4 separate regions of the Mus musculus genome follow, and regions 1, 2 and 4 are each linked to region 3. Evidence: chromatin contacts called from public Hi-C data. All regions are on one chromosome and are shown on one strand. Each heading gives the region's core, a stretch centred on a gene start, on an enhancer-like site or on the middle of the called end of the contact. The rest is flanking DNA. Distances are from core to core; before and after follow the strand shown.

Region 1 (5,125 bases), core at 1,899-4,398, 110 kb after region 3:
CTTTGGCTTTGCTTGACTTTCAAAATTCTGCCTTTTAAATCTGTAATTGAAGGAGAATAAAGCCTTTTCCGTGGCTCCAGAGAGTTTCAGTGCCCAGGGTCTGGCGTGTGCTAGGCAGGTGCTGGTGGACCTATACTTGTTTAAAACCAGTTCTCAGTTGGTGGACTTTTCTGTTCCCCAGTTTTCACTCTTACCTGCAAGTTGCGAGAAAAAAAAAAAAAAACCCTTTGCTTCTACAGCATTGTATATTTGGGCTGATATCTTGGGCTATATTAGTTGATGCATGTGGCATATATATATTTACAGTAAGAACTAATTTAAAATTTCTTGAAAACAAAAGAGAAAAATCTCAGAGAGCTTGGTTACAGAAAGATCTCTTCCCCCAGAAGGTGTAATATTGTGTTCACTTGTAATCTATCAGTTGATGTGCCTTGTGGAGACTTCCTTAACTGGGGAAAAGAAAACGACGGGCAGGCTGGTGGAACGGCTAACAGGTCCTTGGTTTTTCTGTGGTTACACAACACTTGCTTAGCAGGTATAAAGAGTAAAGACACCCCCACTTTGACGTCTAGAAGAACCGTGTTCTCCCATCCTCCTTTGGCTTTTTGAAACAGGGTCTTGTGGTCTTGAGCTCCTGGATTCCACAGTGTGCACACTGTCGAACTTGGCCCTTTAGAATTGTTCTTTGGTTCTGTTCGTGGTATAGGGACAAGCTGACTGAGACGCAGCCTGCACTGCAGAACTCAACAGCCTGAGTAACTGTTTTCAGGTAATGTGGGACCTTTGACTTCACTACAGAAAGAATTCCAGGAGAAGCCGGTGTGAAGCGGAGTTAGAGTAGACTTAGAGATTGCTTTTTAAAGCGTAGATTATTTGCTCACTCCAGTGGGTAAAACGAGGGGCTCAGTGAAAGACCACCACACCCAGGAGCAAGGCTGTGGGCTTTTCCAAGTCCGGCACATTTCATTGTCTTTACAGTATCAAAATATTTAAGATTTTGATGTGCTTTGAAGTTAAGTTTGAAAGCTTGTTACAGAACTTAAGTAAGATCACAGGGTGGTTCTCCAGGTATACTGGGCAGTTAACAGTTGAAAAGGTTAAACCAGCCAGGTGGTGCTCAACTTTAATCCCAGCACTAGGGGAGGCAGAGGAAGATCTCTTGAGTTGGATGCCAGTTTGGTCTACAGGGTGAGTTCCAGGACAGCCAAGGTTACACGGAGAAACCCTGCCTCGAACCCCTCTCCCACCAAAGTCAAACCCTAAATCACTAGGGTTGTAAGAGAAGTTAGGATGTTTTCTGTTTCTTCTTTCAAATTTCTAGAAAATATCTGGGAAAGGAGTAAGACCATATTGAAGGTTACATGTTCTTACCTATTCACAGTTCATTGCTATTTTAACATTCTTTAAATCTGAGGCGGGGTCTCATTTGTAGCCCTGACTATCCTGGAATTTTGCTATGTCCTCGAGGTTAATCTGAACTCAGAGAATGCTGGGATTATAGATGTAAGGCACGACTCCAGGATATTTTAACTTTCTTGGAATAGTTTTCTCTAAAGCAGGTGCTGTTCATCTTATTTAATGCCTGACTCTTGGTGAAAGGTACCCTTTTTCTTCTCATGTCCCCATGCATTCCCTCCTCTTCCTGTTCTGCCTAGTTTGATATCAATTCTTAGAAATAGAAACCAGGTGGTGTGTCTTTGAAGGGATAAGGAGAACTCCAGGCCAGCTTGGGTTACATAGCTGAGATCCGAGCTAAATTCAAAAGCAACCCAAGTTCTTTTTCAATATACGTTAATTTTATGGATTCAGGTCTCGTGTAGTGGAAAGAGTTTGGATTAAGACTTAAAACAGAGCTGGGCGGGGTGGGGCATGGTTGTGACCCCAGAGTTTGTAAAGCAGAGGCAAAAGGATCGGGCGTTCAAGGTTCTCTACATAGCTCTTTAGAGAAAGCAACACGAATCCTTGCCTCTCCCGTCCCCACTCGACCCATATTCAAACCCACCTAAAACAAACGGAAGTTTAAACCGGGTAGGTTGAGTAGTCAAGGTCCAGGGAGTAACTGGATCATTTCTAAAATATGAAACCAGCTTATGTAAAAAGTGAGGAAAACACATCTTAGACATTGGCACGATTGAAAAAAGCATCCTTTAGTTTTAAGCCCTTTTTCCCTTTGTACCTAGGGGGCAAGATGGGTAAAGATTGAGGTACAAATTAAGGCGAGTTTACATTCGGCGAACTTATAGGGGTAACGCACTAAACTACAAACCCTATAATGCATATAAAAAGTTTCTGGGAAATGACGCTCCGGTGATTTTCCCTCTTTAGGACGCTTCTCCCTCATTTCTTCTACTTTTTTCCTTTTAGAATTAAATCTCCAACCTTTCCAGAGTGAACCTTTGGCTATATGTAGAGAAAGTGAATACCGTAACTTTTTTTTTTTAAATAATCGTTTGTGCTATGCGGATACCCAGGACAACGCTGATGAAATAATCCATCTCCTTTGGAGTTATTAGAAATAGGAATTACTAGCGCGATGCTCTCTGGCAGCCCTTCGCACTCCGGGGGAACGGTGGCTGCAGCCGAGCCTCGCGCGCCTCCCTAACCCGGCTTCCGCGTGTTAACGTCCCGCACGCTCCGCGTGGCGCGCGACTGCGGCGCCCAATCACTCAGGCAGGGCCGGCTCCGCCCACGGAGCGCTCAGGGCCCGCGCCGAGCGGCCTGCGAGCCACGGCGGGCTTCAGGCGGAGCCGAACGAACGGCGCCCGCCGCCGGCCGTTCCGGGTTGCGCGGCGCTGCCGGGCAGACTCAGAAGCGCCGCACGCCCTGCGAGCCCGCCTGCCCGTCCGGACCGCCTGCGCTCGTCCTCTCCACCCCACCGTTCCCGAGCTCGGGGAGGGCCCGCGGCTGCACAGAGGCGCTCCTCAGGGAACGGACGGGAATTCCCCCTTCCACCGAACGTTCCGGATTGTTCACCGTCCTCACGTCAGCAGCAGGGGGTAATCCCCGGCTCCAGCTGCTCCTGACGTCACCGCGCCGAGACTCCGCCTCCCCGCCCCGCCCCCCGCCCCGCCCCCGCCCTTCCCCCGCGCCAGGCCCAGCCTCCGGGTCCTCCTCAAAGCCCCGCCCCCGGTCTAGCCCCGCCCCTTCCTCTCCCCCAGGCGCCGACGTAGAGGGCGGAGCTTCCCTGACCTGGGGCGTGAGCTGCTACTTGGGCCAGAAGGTTCTGTGGTGGAGGCCCTCCTCCTCCGGCTCCGCCCAGTGGGTTCGTTTGCACCGCGGCTTCCGCACCCTTTCTTCCTCCTCTTTTCCCCTCGCCCCGCCTCCCTCCTCTTACTTCTCAACCTCTCCGCTGCGTCCCCCCTCCCTCGCCACCTTCCACGATCTCGCGAGACTTGGCCCAGAACATTGCGGATCGGGTCGGCGCCATTTTGGGACTGAGACTGGTTGTGGGGGAGGGAAAAGCGGCAAAAGGGGATTATTCAAAGTACCGAAAACCTCCTCCCGGGATCGAGCGCAGCGGCACCCCCAGGCCAGGGGCACCTCTGGTGGGGCAGAAGGTAACACAGTCCCCTGGGCCCCGGACGGGAGTCTCGGGGACCGGGGGAGGGGTTGCCCGTGTCGGCGTTGGGGCTTGAGGGGTCGGGAGCGGCGTTGGTGGCGCGAGGCGTGAGGGTGCGGGCGGCCGGGGGGCGGCGTGAGGCGTGAGGCGCGGGGCGCCCGCCCGTCCTCCCTCCCTCCCTCCCTCCCCCCGGCCGGCGTTGACTCAGCCCGGCGGAGCGGAGGCGGCGGCGGCGGCCGTGGGGCGAGGTGGGCGGCGGGCCTCGGCGGCCGTGGTGGGGGGGGGTGGTGCTCGGCGGCGAAGGCCGGGAACGGCCGGGGCGCCCGCGGCGTCGGGCTAAGACCCCAGGCCCCGGCACGCGCGCCTTCCTGGGCCACCACCAGCAAGGCGGCCCCGGGAACCGGGGAACCGGGGGACCGGGGACTGGAGTCGCGGCGTGCGGAGCCGTGGACTTCCGCCGTGTGCTCGGCGGCGCTTCGCCCTCCCCGCCGCGCCGGGCTCCGTGGCAGTTGCGGTGGTGGTGGTGGCTGCTCGCCCAAGGCGAGCGCTCCGAAGTCGCGTCGGCTCCCGAGTCCGACGGGACCTGTTTATTTTCCCGGGGAGAGCACGGTCCTTAACGGGGTGGACGGGTCGCGTCCCGCACCTCCCACCCCTGGAGTTTTGGCCGAAACCTGTTTGCTTAATTTCAAGGGAATGGGGCCGAGCACCTGGAGCCGAGCGCTGCTCTCCCGGGCTTGGGAGTCAGCCCCCGGGCGAACCGTAGCCACTCGCCCTGCCACGCTCGCCTTGCCACGCTCCCCTCCCGCCCGCCGGCCTGCCCGCCGGCCTTCCTACTAAGCCGTAGTGGGGACAATCCAGCTGCTCCGTCCTCCGAGATTGCGTTTTGGAAGGAGCGTCACGCTCCTTTCCGCCTCTCACTCTCGGAGTCGGGTTCCCCGACGCTCCGTGGCAGCACCACCTGTCCATTTGTTTTCCTTTGGCACATGGGAGAGAATCGGGGAAGAGCACTGCTGAGACCGTGGGCCACTTTCGTAGTTTGAATATTTGCTCAAAGTTTTTAAGTTGGGCGCTTGCAACCTCCAGGGTACTACCTGCACCCAGTTCCCAGTTCAAATCGGAACTCTTCAGTGATATCGTCGCCCACAGTTTTCTAACTCCCTTCATTCAGTAGACTTCATCGAGGGCTAGGAAAAGACTTTTTCCCCAGCTCTCTTTTTACGGCTGTGTGGGAAAAATTTTTTCCCCAGAGGTTAAATTTTTTTCCAAATGGGGGTTAATTTTGATTTGAAAATAAAAACTGACTTAAGTTTTTTGTTTTTGTTTTTTCCTAATACAACTTTTACAGGTGGTTGAATTTGGCGTATGAAGATCATCATCTAGGTTTTGTTTAAAAGGCCCCGGATATTTCAAGTGGCCATTTTGGAATTACAGTTTTGTTTTTGTTTTGGGCAATTTTGCTCCAGAAGTTCATTAAAATTGACAAGAATCATCTCTGAAGTGAATTGATAGTAGTGAACAAATTCAACGAGCTACTAAAAGTCCCAGCCATTTCTTCAGTATTTTGGG
Region 2 (4,713 bases), core at 1,856-4,355, 66 kb after region 3:
TGAAACTGGATTTACAGATATTCTCCCTCTCCCTCTCCCTCTCCCTCTCTCTCTTCCCTTCTTTCTTTTTTTAAAAAAAAAAAAAAACTTTTTATTTATTTCACGTGAGTGTTTTGCCTGCATGTATGTCTGTGTGCTACTTGCTTGCCTGATATTTGCAGGGGCCAGAATAGGGCATTGACTCCCCTGGTACTGGAGTTACAGACAGTTGTAAGCCACCCTTTGGATGCTGAGGGTTGAACCCTGGTCCTCTGGAAGATCAGCCTCTTAACTGCTGAGTCACTTTTCCTGTATGTTGTCTTCTCTCTCTCTCTCTCTCTCTCTCTCTCTCTCTCTCTCTCTCTCTCTCACACACACACACACACACACACACACACACGAGTGCATGTGCACTGGGCACTCAACAATGGTTTTGGAGATGAAGCCTCTCCTTCGTCGCTCACTCCCCACATTAGCCGGTGGCTGCCTAACTTCCACTAACTTCCACTCCTCTTCTAGCCAAGTGTGACTTCTTCAAACTCCAAATTGGTCTCTCTGGGACTCTTCTAATGGGCAAGGAACCCTCCCATGAGCACGCTTGACCACCGAGGGCTCTACAGTTCAGGCAGCTCTTGACTGCCCTCTTCTGGGGTTAGGTCCCCAAGTCACCCTTTCCTGTGGACCAGCAGCCACCCCTGAGTTCAAGTCCAAGTGAGGTAGTGAGAGGGGCTGCTTTTCACTTTATTCTGAAGCGATGGGATCCAGGCAGAGTTATTTTACCCTATTACTCTATTGTTTTACATCTGTAGTGTTGTCTGTCTGTGTTTGGAGACAGGGTCTCTGGTCTGTAACCTCAAACTCTTGATCCTGAAAGAGTAGTAAAAACAAAATTCTAGGCCTTTGGGCCCAGGCTTGGGAATGTGATCTTTGTGGCTCAATGCTCCAAGGTATGCTAATCATAAAACAGATAGTGACATCCCCCCACCCACCCACTTCCTGGGTTCAAGGAGTATTCATTCAAAGAAAGTCACCCTGACCCACCCTGACCATTGCTGGAACCCGCTATGCAAATGTGCTATTGTTAGGGGCTCTTAGAAACTGTCTTGAGAAATAACCCTCACAATTACCAGGTATTCCTTGTGACACCTGTGACTTTGTACTTCCTTGTGACTCTTAACTGGTATTTTTGGTATTTTCCAACAACGCCCTTCCCACCTCCTTGAGTTGTGCTTTCTTCCTTTAAATACCCCCTTATCCAGCTACTCGGGGCGCCACGGTCCTCTACCCCTGCGTGGTGTATGACCGTGGGCCCTAGAGCACTCTTGAATAAAAATCCTCTTGCAGTTTGCAGCAAGACCGTTTCTTGTGGGTGATTTTGGTGTGTCACCTCTCCTGAGTCAGAAGGTGGGGGAGTCCTCACGTTGTGGGTCTTTCAATCCTTCAATCTCAGACTCTTGGGGGGCTGGTGTGGGGTGTGGGCTGGGATTACAAGGGGTTTTGTTTTGTTCTGTTTCGGGTTTTTGTTTTTTTTTTTTAATCTCATAATGTAGCTATTTTTATCCATCAGGAAGGCTTGAGGGAGGAAGCAATGCTAAGGCCTTTCAGATAACAAAACTCAAAGTGGATTCAATGAAAGCAGATAGTGGAGTACACATCGGTAAACCCAGGACAGCCTCGGCTGAAGTAGGAGGCTAAGGATTTGAGGCCAGGCTAGGATACAAAGTCAAATGAAGAGCAGCCTGGGAAGAAGAAACCTTATCATAAAAACAGAAACAAAGCCCACTGAGCAGCAGCAGCAGCGGCAACCAGAGAACAGATAACATTGTTCCTCGATGTCTGTTAAATTGCCTTTTCTAAAAATGTGAAGAAATTAAATGAGCTGAGTTTGGCACTAGGGAGATGAAGACAGCGAGCCCAGGATCTCAAGGCCTTCACTTCAATCTTCGCCACCAAGACACCCACCCACCCACCTCACCCCCCAAAAAAAAGAAAGAAAGAAAGAAAGAAAGAAAATAAGAAAAACGTGGCATGTTGGGAAGATGGGGGTAAAGAGAAGAAGGGTTTGTTTGTTTGTTTGTTTGTTTGTTTTGCTTTGTTTTGAGACAGGGTCCCTCTATTTAGCCTTGGCTGTCCTGGAACTTGCTATGTAAACAAACCACTATGGCCTCAAAACCAGAGATCCCCCTGCCTCTGCCACCCAGTGGTGAGAATAAGGCATGCATCTACATGCCTGTCCTTAGTATTATCAATAAAACAATAACAGACACAGAAGAAACCTCAAGGACAATCTTATTAGAGAAATGCCGGGACAGGCAAGCTTTCCATCCTAGCAGCTGTCCGGAGGAGGGAGATGCGAAGGACAAGGAGAAAAGGCCACACTGTCCTAGTTAAGCTGGCGTGGAGGTCAGCCACCAGGCCCACAAGCAACCACACAGCGTAGGGGAGCAATAGAGAGGGAGTGGAAAGGCCCAGAAAAAGCACACTGGGGTGTGGCCAGCATTGGAAAGACGAGAGAAAGGAGCAGAAATTGTCCCTTCTAAGTCAGGAACTAGAAAGGCGGGTAGGACTAATAGAGCTTTGCTGGCGGCACGTGAGGATCACGGGACAGAAAAGCAGGTGATCCCATCACGGGGCTAATTGTTGCTCCTTTCTGGTTAAGGTGGCTTAAGGCGAGCAGGCGAGCAGGCGAGCAGGAATTTGAAGGTGGGCGGGGCAGGTGGGGAGAATGGGGGTTCCTTAGCCAGGGTATTGACCTGTCTAACTAGACGATATACCCAGCTATAAGCAAGGGCACAGAGAAACCACAAACTGGACCACTCCATGAATACAATAAAGGGTTTATTTTATTGAGGGTCAAACTGCCAAAGCTACAGAGGTAGGCAGAGAGAAGATCAAAATGGCAGAAAAGCAAGGGGTGGGCTCTATGACAGTCAACAGGACGAAGGCCTTTGAGCTGACTCAAGCTTTGTGAACTGACCTGGAGACAAGGTTCCCTTGCTCAATGTGGATGACCTTTGAGTTTGGATTAAGGAAGGCTCCTGGCAAACAGAAACCCACCTTAGGCCTTTACACAACAACAATCCTTCTGTTTACCAAGCCAAAGTCCTGTTTTAGACATTGTCACCAGCACTGCCATTTGGGAGACCTCTTTGGACCTAGCATCAGCCAGGTCAGGGACTGTATTCTCTTGATCAGAGGAGCTCTTCCTCAGTAAACCTTTACTGCTATTACATATAATACTGTCTCAAAACCACAAAAGAGAAAAAAAGAAAGATTAAGAAAAATATGTCCCATATATACTGCACTCCTTCCTTAATCATTAATAAATATCTCAATTGGATGCTCCCAGCCATCCATTGGACAGAGGACAGGGTCCCCAATGAAGGAACTAGAAAAAGTACCCAAGGAGCTGAAGGGGTTTGCAGCCCCATAGGAGGAACAACAATATGAACTAACCAGTACCCCCAGAGCTCCCAGGGACTAAACCACCAACCAACCAAAGAGTAGACATGGTGGGACTCATGGCTCTAGCTGCTGTATATGTAGCAGAGGATGGCCTAGTCAGTCATCAATGGGAGGAGAGGCCCTTGGTCCTGTGAAGGTTCTACGCCCCAGTGTAGGGGAATGCCAGGGCCAGGAAGTGGGAGTGGGTGGGTTGGGGAGCAGGGGGAGGTGGGGAGCAGATAGGGGATTGCAAGCTAGGCAGCGGTGGCACACGCCTTGGATCCCAGCACTCGGGAAGCAGAGACAGGGTTATCTCTGACTTTAATCATTAATAAATATCTCAAACAACTTGTATAGGGGTTGGAGAGATGGCTCGGCAGCTAAGAGCATTTGCTGCTCTTACAGAGGAGTGGGGTTCAATTCCTAGTATCCATGTCAACCCCCTGTAAGCCAAGCTCCAGGAATCGGACAGCCTGGTCTACAGAGCGAGTTCTAGGACAGCCAGGGATATACAGCCTTGTTTTGAAAAAAGAAAAGAAATAAGGAAGGAAGGAGGAAGGAGGAAGGAAGGAAGGAAGGAAGGAAGGAAGGAAGGAAGGAAGGAAGGAAACTAGTTATACCACTCCTGGGCATATGCTCAAAGGACTGTATATCTACCATGGAGATGCCCTTGTTGGATGTTCATGTTCATGCCTCTCTATTTACAATAATAAGGAAATGTAATTAATCTAAATGCCCAGAAGAGACGAGAGGATAATGAAAACACGATGCCTAGGCACAACAGAATTTCATTCAGCCTTAAAGAAAAATAAAATTATGAACATTTCAGAAAAAAAAAGGGTGTGGACATGATTATACTGTGAGGTCACCTGATTCAGAAGGACACATCTGATCTCCCTCAGAGACTTTAATTTTCATTTATACGTATATGTGGGTGTTGGTGCGGGTATCGGTCATGAAATCAAATTGTGAAACTGGAAATCGGGAGATATTCCAGAGAAAGATATATCGAGGAAAAGATGATAGATAGAACACTATCTGACTTGAAATGAAAAAAAAAATGGCAGGAGTAGACATGTACAGGGAGGAAAGGACCAACAAAAATAAATTACACGTGAAAACGGCCACAAAGAAACCTATTACTTTACATAATTAAAGTGCAAGGCACTAGCTAGCCAGGCTGGGGGGCAGGGGTGTGTGCAGAGATGGCTGTCAGTAAACTGCTTTCTGGGTGAGCACAAAGGTCTGGTTTTTGATTCCTAAGGAGCCACGTACAGAAGCTGGGCACAG
Region 3 (4,725 bases), core at 1,518-4,017:
CACATGCCTTTAATCCCAGCTCTCAGGATGCAGAGGCAGGAGGATCTCTATGAGTTTGAGGCCAGATTGGCCTATGTAGTGAGTTCTAGGCTAGCCAGGGTCACAAAGTAAGACCCTGTTTCAAAAAAGAATTCAAAATTCAAAATGTTAATGTATAGGCTCCATTTGGGTCAGAGTAGTGTCTGAAAAACATATCCAGTGGATTTCATCTTTGTTCCTTGGCTCCTAATTCTCTGTTTACACGGAGTTTATAATTCTGTTAACACATGCTTGTACATTGAAAGGATTATTTTAATTGAAATTTCAAATTTAATATTTAAATTCTAATAAGTTCCTAAAACCCACAGGATACACTGGGTTCTGTCCTTGCTACCTGGGATTTTTGCAAGGACATAGAAGACAAACTAATTATATTTGATAACTTTTTCTCATAAAAAGAGAACAAAAACTTTGCCAAGGATTGCAACCTTGAAGTCAGCCAGGGTTACATAGTGAGTTCAAAGCCAACGTAGGCTATGTAACAAGACCCTGGCTGTCCTGCTGAGGACTTTGCGAGTGAAACTGCATTTGTCACAAGATGATTCCCAGCTACCAGGCTTTGATATTATTTTTTTACCTCCCAAGAGAAATACTTCAGCTAGACAATAACGATGAATATCAAAATAAAAAACTGGCCACTGGGAGGGCAAGAGGGCTCATCAGCTAAAACTGCTTGCTGCACAAGCCTAGAGACCAGAGTTCAAATCCCTGGTCCATGGTGAAAGGAGAGAACCAATTCCTGAAAGTTGTCTTCTAATCTCCACTTTTGGGCTCTCTCTCTCTCTCCACACCTGCATGTGCAAAATGTAAATATAAATAAATACTGACAATTTATAGCCACAAGCAAGGGGAAGGCTCAGGTTGGATAAAGCAGTCTAGAAGCTGAACACATCATCCTGCTCCTGAAATCCCAATGCTACTGAGGCAGAGGCAGAGAGGCAGAGAGGCAGAGAGGCAGAGAGGCAGAGAGGCAGAGAGGCAGAGAGGCAGAGAGGCAGAGGCAGGAAGGATCTAACATTTGAGGCAACCCTCGCCTACACGGCAGAAATATCATCTCACACAAAAAGAAGCAGAAAGACCCTTTGGCGAACTTGAATCAGCTATTCTCCTTTCACTGGGGAAAGGAATAACTGCTACCCAGAGGCCAGTAGACAACCCCTCAAGCCAGCACACACTGATTAATCTGAGATTATTGACTACTGTGGTTAAATTGCCGAAGAATCAAATCCAGATTATTGTGTCATTTTCCAAATCACGCTTCCTGGACTTTAAACCTGCCCTGGTTTAAAAATGAGACTGTGTTTTTGAGAGGCCCAAGGTGGACAGCCTTCCTGCCCCTAGAAGTGCTATTTCAGGGGAGCTGGGGTGATCACTCCTAGTTGTCCCTTAGTCCTTGTCCTCAACATTCAAATCAAAATGTTAGATTTTGGAGATCTTTTTGAGTTAGCTTCAAAAAAAGGGACTGCAAACTAAGGAGGAGTAGGGGTAATGTGAGGTACTCTTGCTCCCTAAGTCAGCTGGCAGAAACCACTGGTAGGGCAACTGTAGGACCTGGTGAATTTAAGATTTTGAAGACCTACAGGGACAAAAAAAAATGGAGAAAAGATGAGGGAAAGGAGGTTCAGTGACCGGCCCAAATTGGGATCCATCTCGAGGGGAGGCTCCAAGGCCTGACACTATTACTGATGCTATCTAGACAGGAGCCTCGCATGGCTGCCCTCCGAGAGGCCCAACAAGCAGCTGAAAGAGTCAAATGCAGATACTTACATCCATACAATGGACAGAAACAGGGGACCCCTGTGGTTGAATTGGGGAAAAGCTGGAAGAATCTAAGTAGGAGGGTGCCCGCATGGGAAGACCAGCAGTCTCAACTAACCTGGACCCCTGAGATCTCTCAGACACTGAGCCACCAACAAGGCAGCATACACCAGCTGATATAAGGCTGCAGACACACATACAGCAGAGGCTGCTGGGTCTGAGTGGCTTCAGTGAGAGAAGAAATAATCAATCCTCAAGAGACTTGGGGCCGAGGGAGTAGGGAGGTCTGGGGGAAGAAATGGAATAAGGAACAGTCAGAGGGTAGATCAGGAGGAGGGATAACAATTGGACTATAAACAAAGATTAAATAATAATAAAAAATATTTTATAGATCCCAGTAGGAGGGTCCCTCCCTCCTTGCCTTCCCTCCCTCCTTCCCCTTCTCTTTTCTCCATCCTTTCCTCCCTCTTTCTCCTCCTTCCTTCCCTCTCTCAGTCCCTCCTTCCTTTCTTCCTTCCCTCCCCTCCCTTCTTTCCCTCCCTCCCCCTTCCTCCTTTCCTCCCTCCCTCCTCCTTCTCTCTTCCTCACTCTGAAGCCCCAGTTGGCACAGCCCTCTTGCCTCTGCCCTGCCTTCCAATGTGTGATTCAGTTATGCACCACCATGGCCAGCTTTTGCTATACTTGTTTTGATGTTGTTATTGTTTAATTGTTGGTATTTGGGTCTCACTCAGTGGCTCAGGCTGGCCTTGAACCCAGGGCAATCCGCCCTGGTTCTTTCTCTGTGATATTTGTCAGTGGCCCAAGTGCTTTGAGCCTGCATAGGTTAAGTCTCCAGCATCCTTGGTCTGGGTTGGCTTGATAGGCAGTGACCTTTACTCCAGATCAACTTTGTCCTCCCCGCGGCACACCTGGGACCTTTGTTCCGTCCAGACTCCACCTCTGATACTGAATTCCAGAAAGTTGCTCCCTGACAACAGCCTTCCACAACTCCCAAACATGAGTCCTCCACTTGGCCTTTGAGCCACCAGAGTTCACCACCCACTGGGCAACTGCCCGAGGTCTCCTCTAACTACCCCGTTTCTGTCTCTATTGTGAACCCGTCTCAGTGCCACCACAGGTTTGCCTGTGCTTTTGCTCTGGCAGGCTCTTATGTAGCCTGCGATGGCCTATAGCTCCTGATCCTACTGCTGTAACCCGGACTGTCTTGCCACTGACTTGAGTCTTGGCCCCTCTGGCTCCCATCTCACCCCAGCTCCATCCCTCCATTTATTTTCTGTCCCTGCTCTCCCACTGCTTGAAGATTACTGAGAAATCATGTAACTGTAGATTGGTTGGGATGGCGTTTACCTACCGTGTACAAAGCCCCAGTTTTAACCCCGAGTATCATATAGACTGTGAGTTGTGATATCTGCTTATAAGCCCAGCTCCTGAGAGGTGGGTACAGAAAGATGAGAAATTCAAAGTCATTCTTGGCTATAAAGTGAGTTATAGGCTAGCCTGGACTACATGAGATACTGTCCCAAAAATAAAAGTGGGTGCTGGGGAGATGGTTCAGTTGGAACATGTTTGTTGCTCAAACATGAGGAGCTGAGTTCAGATTCCTAGCATCCATATTAGAAAGGAAGCCTAGTGGGTTGTGCCTATAATGCCAGGACTGGAGAAGCAGAAACAAGGGGATTCCTAGGATTTGCTGACCAGTCAGTCGGGCTGAAGAGGGACGTTCTCGTTCAGTGGAAGAAAGAACCTGACTCACAAAAAGATGGTAGAGAATGAAAGGAAGATACTCAGCATCAGCTCTGCTCTACACACACACACACACCATACATGTGTATAAGTACCTGCACACAAACGCACACACATAAACATACATGATTGTACTCACACATACACACACACAACATACATGTGTACAAGTACCTGCACACAAACGCACACACATAAACATATATGATTGTACTCACACATACACACACACAACATACATGTGTACAAGTACCTGCACACAAACGCACACATATAAACATACATGATTGTACTCACACATACACACACAACATACATGTGTACAAGTACCTGCACACAAACACACACACATAAACATACATGATTGTACTCACACATACACACACACAACATACATGTGTACAAGTACCTGCACACAAACGCACACACATAAACATACATGATTGTACTCACACATACACACACACAACATACATGTGTACAAGTACCTGCACACAAATGCACACAAATAAACATACATGATTGTACTCACACATACACACACACAACATACATGTGTACAAGTACCTGCACACAAACACACACACATAAACATACATGATTGTACTCACACACACACACAACATACATGTGTACAAGTACCTGCACACAAATGCACACATATAAACATACATGATTGTACTCACACATACACACACACAACATACATGTGTACAAGTACCTGCACACAAACGCACACACATAAACATACATGATTGTACTCACACGTATACACACACACGCACAACATACATGTGTACAAGTACCTGCACACAAACGCACACACATAAACATACATGATTGTACTCATACACATACACACCAACATACACGTGCATAAGTACCTGCATACAAACATGCACACATAAACATACATGATTGTACTCATGCACAAACACACACACACACTGTCTCTGCCTTCCATTTTTATTCCTCAAAGTTCCATAGTCTTTTGGTAAATGTCTTGCTGGATTGTTCCTTCTTCCTCGTGGAAGCTTCCATTGCCAACGCCCTACTCTGGTGACCCCTCCCAACTCGGGAAAGGATGCTGGTGGCACCACAGGTGTAGACAGGCAGGACTATGGAATGCTGGCTTCATATGCACCATTCCCTGCAGTGCAGACAGGAAACTGCAGAAAGAAACCA
Region 4 (5,025 bases), core at 1,538-4,037, 88 kb before region 3:
GTCTCTCTAAAGCAGCATGTAAAGAAATTCTGCAGGCCGGGCGTGGTGGCGCACGCCTTTAATCCCAGCACTCGGGAGGCAGGCGGATTTCTGAGTTTGAGGGCAGCCTGGTCTACAGAGTGAGTTCCAGGACAGCTAAACCAGAGAAACCCTGTGTGTGTGTGTGTGTGTGTGTGTGTGTGTGTGTGTGTGTGTGTGTGTGTGTGTGTGGCGGGGGTCATCTGGAGTGAGCCCGGGGATAATGGCAGAGAACTTGCTTAGCCCTTGGTAGTCCCTATACAAAAAAGGGGGAAAATTAAGCATAGACTCCATTATGCTGGGTGACTCTTTGCAAAACAATTCTAATTGCCTCCAAGTACAATAAAGGGGTTGGAGAATTCCAGAGGCACTTTTCTGGAACAAGTGGGACAAGGCAGCTAGAGAAAGTTTGAGAACCTAAAACAGTTTAGCAGATAAGGAGAGAGAGAGAAAGACTACAACCTCCCTCCCATGTAGGCACACCCGCGCAGATTCCGTGGACTCCTTTTATTGGATCCTCAATATATTTTCTGGCTTCTGTACTAGGTAAGCTAACCATATTAATACGTCTCTGTGCAAAACCAGGAAGACACACATTGCTTTTTTCCTTTATTATTAAGGTAGCTTTACCTAACCCAATTTTCAGTTTAAATATAACAGACACTTGAGAGCCATAGTAAAGAAAAATGGAGTTAAAAGCTAATAATCCAAGTTGCCCCAAGTTCTGACAAGTTAAAAGGACAATTTATTTTTAATAAATAAAAATAAAACAAGCTGTTAATTTGTAGAAGGTTGATTTGGGATTCATTATTTCCAGCTTAGAGTCAAACAATAAAAAAAGTTATGTGAGAATAAAAGACTTTGTAATAAGGTTTCTGGGGTACTTTTTCCACCGTGCACTGAGCACAACTATTCCCTCCTCTCTAACAACGTAAAACTACATTGGAATTCTTTAAGATCCAAATGATGAAAAAATATAGCAGGGTACATTTCTGTGGTTGTACAGAGAATCCTTTTACCAGCCAATCCTATCTCCCTCTGGGACAACCCCCCCGACCCCCGACCCCCGGAAGAGGTAAGAAAATTGAACAAACCTGGGCTCGAACTTCCAAAGGAAGCCTGGGAGAGTGAGAGAGAGAAAAGAAAACTGTGAGGTTGAATCCTGTAGCAAGGAAAAGGAGGCAGCGCAGGCAACAGGGCGCAGAGGGGGCGGAGCCGAGCGCTCCCAGGCAGCTGCCAAAAAGTGCAAGACGTAGCTTCGCTCCAATCGCTCCCGGCCCCTTTCGGGCCCCCTCTTGGCTGCCTCGCCTTCCTCCCCAAGTCCCCAGTGTACAAACTCGCAGACTCCGGACGAGGGCTGGAGTTGAAACGGGCAACTCCGAGACACCGTTTAGAGCTCGGCAAGTTACAAAGCCGGGAAGCCGAAGCCAGAGCTTACCCGGCTCGCAGCATCAATCCTTCATCCCGGGCATCTCACGAGTCCCCCGACTACAGCAGCTCACCCAGCTCTCCGCTGGCCCTAGAGCAACTCCTCGAAACGCAACCCCGTCCCCTAGGAGGGTCTCACCCTCTGAGACACACACACACAGCCTGCCCTTGGAGTGCGCGGGCGCCCCAACTCCAGGGTTTGTCGACTGCCCCAAGCGTAGGCCAGCTCGACCCTGACACTGGTCCCCAACCCAACGCGGGAGCACCCTCCCGCCCCCACCTCCCCACCCCCACCCACCAGCCGCTGAGGTCGGAGGAGCCGCGACCACTGAGTCTGGGACCAGCCGGGTCCTCCCCCGGGGGAGCGGTCGGTCCCCGGCCCGCCAGCTCGGCCCTAGCACACACAGCTCGCTCCTGCCCAGCCCCGGTGCTCCCATCACGCCGCCCCCTCCCCCAGCTTGCCCGTCCCAGGGGAGCCCGGTGCCCGGCAGCCCGGGTCGCCCGGTGCCCCCCCCCCCAAGTCCGGCCCGGGGTAAAGAGACTCTCGGGCCGCTCGGCGGGCGAGGGCGTCGAGGTGTGGGTCGGTCTCTGCGCCCGGGGACGCCGCACCTCGCAGGCTTCGGGGTAGAGAGTCCCGCTCCGCTCCCGCTGGCCTCGGAGCCCCCGGTCAGGAGAGGCGGCGGGCGGCCGGATTGCCGAGGGCCGGGTCGGCTCACTCCGGCGGGGCAGTGGCGCAGCCCGCTCTCCGCGCTGCATTCCAGCCGCCGACCGAGGATCGGCCGCTCTCCACCCACCCCGATCCCGGGAGGAGGCGCCGAGCGAACGGCGGCCCGCGTCAGCCGCCCCGGCCACGGCCCGGAGGCTACCCCGGCCCGAGGCTCGCCGCCGCCGCCCTCCGCCGCCCGGCCCCGCCGCCCGGCCCGGCCGGGGTCGGAGCCGCCGCGGCCTAGTCCCGAAGGGAGACCGCTCCCGCGCCCGCTCCCGCCCCTCCGGCAGCCTCGCCGCGCCTCGCCGCCGCCCCGCGCCCCCCATCCCCCGTCGCCGCCGCGCCGCCTTCCGAGGACCCGCGGGAGGAGCCGTGGCTCTCGGGCCGGCTGCGGGGCTTCGGAGGGCCGCCCGGCTCCCGCTCCAGCACGGCCGCCGCTGCCCGGTTTCTCCGCTCACCTCCGCCATATTGGTACCTTTAGGGCGAACGAGCAGCGCCGAGCCCAGTCCCCGGATGGGGCGCCTGAGCCAATCGCAGCCGCCGCCGCCGCTGCCGCCGCCGCGGCCCGCCAGGCACCCGCCCGGAGGCAGAGGCGGCTCGGCCCCTTATAGGGCAGGCCGGCCCGCGACGCCCCCGGCCCGCTCGCACACCCACGCCGTCCGGCGCTCCCGCGGCCGCCGCTCCTGCACGCGCCCGCCCCGCGCGCCCACGGCGCTCTGCCCCGGCTGGAGTAAAGTTCCAGCTGAACTGCGGGCGAGCGCGGGGACCGGCCGGTGGGTGCGGTGGGGGGGCCGGAGGGAGGGAGGGAGGGAGGGAGGGCGAGCCCGGGGCGGGGGAGGAAGGAGGGTGGCGGGAGACTCGGAGGAGGACTCGACGGACTTTCCCGAAGTGAGAAGAGTACGCGATGGCAAGTGAGCGAGCCGCTGATGGGCAAAAGAGGAGAGAGACCCGGACAGGAAGCAGGACGGCTAGGCACCTGCAGGAATGGAATGCGCATCGGCGTTCAGTGGCTTGGAGTGAACTGTGGAAGTAGACATTTGCCAGACAGGCTCTGGAAGATGATGGCAATTCAGAAGGCAGAAAGACTGACAGACGGAGCCAGACATGATGAGCGTGCTTGCGCGACATTCATAGCCTGTACACTTTTTTTTTTTTAAAGACCAGTTCTAGGAGTTATTAATCACAAATAGTCTAGAAGATGACCCGAAGATATACACTTGATAAACCTTTTAAAAAGCAGAGTGTCAAAGACCCTGAACCAAATTGCAAAAACTGCCTCTCACACCTACCTCGGGGGTAAATAAAAACAACATTGTTTGAGATTATACATACAATAAATGTGGTCTCCTGGATAAGTGGATACATGGAAGAGAGAGAGAGACTTAGCAGATGTATCTGTTTCTGCATAGGCTTCAAGAAATAATCCTGTGTATGAAAACAGATCCATGAGAAGATAATATACAAACAGGAAGGTGTGCTAAGACCTTACAGGGGCTTAGAGTGTCCGTGAAGACCAGAGCTCTCCTCCCAGATGCCTGCCAGGAGCTTGTAATAAATATTAATGGCAAAATGAGGTTTGCACTGTAGCTTCATAAATTTAAGCATTTTTAAGATGCTAAAACTTTTCATAACTTTAAACCTTAATTACACTGTTCAGGTTTGAGCCTAGGGTCTCCAATTCCCTCACTGGATGAGGATGGAGATGGGTTATGGGAAGAAGCAACGGTTACTTTTAAAGAGGATTACCAAGGCAAAAAAAAAAAAAAAATCAACCTAAAAACACGGGTAAAAGTTATTTATTCGTGGAAATTTTACAGAAGAAAAAAGTCACTCAACTTCAAAACATCCAAAAGACATGGAAAATTACACTTCCCCTACTGTGAATGATATCACAAACTTTTGTCCAATCAAATAACTCAAAAACAGGCTTGGCACATGTTGTCCCTACCATCTTCAACGAGGCGTTCAAAGTTGTAAAAGTTAAAAAACAAAACAAAACAAAAAACCCTGTGGCTTGAAATGGAGCAGAGTGACCAGGGTTAGTGAGGGGCAGTGCGCACCCACACCCTCTGATAAAGCCAGAAAGCACTGCTCAGCAGCTCGGCTCCAGCCAGGTAGCCAACAGCCTGCCCCTTATTTACATCATAAAAAAAAAAAAGTTTCATCCTACAAATTTATCACATCCTCACAAGTGTGGCCTTAGATTCTCCTGGCCAATTCTGAGAAATATATGGCCTTGCAGTTCTCCATGAACAGAGTAGTAAGGTTTCTTCAGGTTCTCTTGACATTTTGACAGCTTTGACGAATTGTATTGTATATAAGCAAAACTTGAAAAGGTAACCAGGGAGCCTGGGCTTAAATATTAGAGGTCTCAATTTTATCAAATCCATGAGCAAAATAACAAAATTTCAGAAAGCAGTCATGATAGAAATAGCAGCAGCTGCAACTTCTGCAAGTGTCTGTTTGCCTGGTTCTTAGAAACCTCATCAAACTCTCCACGAGTCTGGAAAGTCATTATCATACTCTCCAGTAGCAAGAGGTGCTTTTCCATCCACAGTTTGGGCAGAGCTCCAGCCGGTCTCCTTTATCACAGCCTGCACCAAGCTGGTGTAGGCTGCAGCTGCTTTGTCTCAGCATGGCCTAGAACGGTGGAGGCCTTTGCTGCCAGGGATGCCTGAACTTTAGGGTTGTTAAAATGGAGCCCTCTTTATAAACACGTTCACCTCTTCAATACCAGAGAAACTGTTCACCCCTAACTTCTTTAAGGAGAACTGCATTTTTTTTTTTTTAAATCATCTGTCAGTGGCTCCTTTCCCACCAATGCACAATTGGACCTACAGTTTTTTTCTGGTTCACGATCTTTCCTTTCATCT

The links. Hi-C and Micro-C count contacts between places; a contact is called where the count stands out from the background.
Region 1: a Hi-C map of liver shows a contact between it and region 3, with 2.1 times the contacts expected there. The contact joins the promoter of Gpbp1 here to the enhancer-like site in region 3. A contact is called at or near these places in 1 of 39 promoter capture datasets (cranial neural crest), 1 of 484 Hi-C or Micro-C datasets (liver), 2 of 115 datasets of contacts at active chromatin or transcription factors (embryonic stem cells and intestinal villus epithelium) and 3 of 9 other capture datasets (adipose tissue, liver and pancreatic islet).
Region 2: a Hi-C map of liver shows a contact between it and region 3, with 1.9 times the contacts expected there. The contact joins two enhancer-like sites. A contact is called at or near these places in 4 of 484 Hi-C or Micro-C datasets (CD4 T cells, Th1 cells, liver and 1 more), 1 of 115 datasets of contacts at active chromatin or transcription factors (embryonic stem cells) and 2 of 9 other capture datasets (adipose tissue and liver).
Region 4: a Hi-C map of liver shows a contact between it and region 3, with 2.2 times the contacts expected there. The contact joins the promoter of Mier3 here to the enhancer-like site in region 3. A contact is called at or near these places in 1 of 39 promoter capture datasets (embryonic stem cells), 6 of 484 Hi-C or Micro-C datasets (the G1E-ER4 cell line, LSK cells, embryonic stem cells and 2 more), 5 of 115 datasets of contacts at active chromatin or transcription factors (embryonic stem cells, large pre-B cells, pro-B cells and 1 more) and 3 of 9 other capture datasets (adipose tissue, liver and pancreatic islet).

The regions. Positions count from the first base shown.
Region 1 is chr13:111,488,150-111,493,274 of GRCm38.p6, reverse strand. Gpbp1 (GC-rich promoter binding protein 1) reads left to right here and starts at 3,148. Exons shown (of 13, transcript NM_028487.5): 1 at 3,148-3,557; 2 at 4,905-5,125.
Region 2 is chr13:111,530,238-111,534,950 of GRCm38.p6, reverse strand. The region is part of intron 1 of Gm15290 (predicted gene 15290); the gene reads left to right. Among named protein-coding and RNA genes, the nearest start is that of Gm15290, 17 kb to the left of the region's middle. Within about 2 kb of position 3,105, at least 15 of the 459 cell types and tissues checked have an H3K27ac peak or open chromatin away from gene starts, as enhancers often do. A contact at or near this core is called in liver, where this site is marked.
Region 3 is chr13:111,596,298-111,601,022 of GRCm38.p6, reverse strand. The region is part of intron 2 of Gm15286 (a long non-coding RNA gene); the gene reads right to left. Among named protein-coding and RNA genes, the nearest start is that of Gm15286, 18 kb to the right of the region's middle. Within about 2 kb of position 2,767, at least 10 of the 459 cell types and tissues checked have an H3K27ac peak or open chromatin away from gene starts, as enhancers often do. A contact at or near this core is called in intestinal villus epithelium and liver, where this site is marked.
Region 4 is chr13:111,683,940-111,688,964 of GRCm38.p6, reverse strand. Mier3 (MIER family member 3) reads right to left here and starts at 2,787. Exons shown (of 13, transcript NM_172593.3): 1 at 2,611-2,787; 2 at 1,113-1,137. The coding sequence starts at 2,619.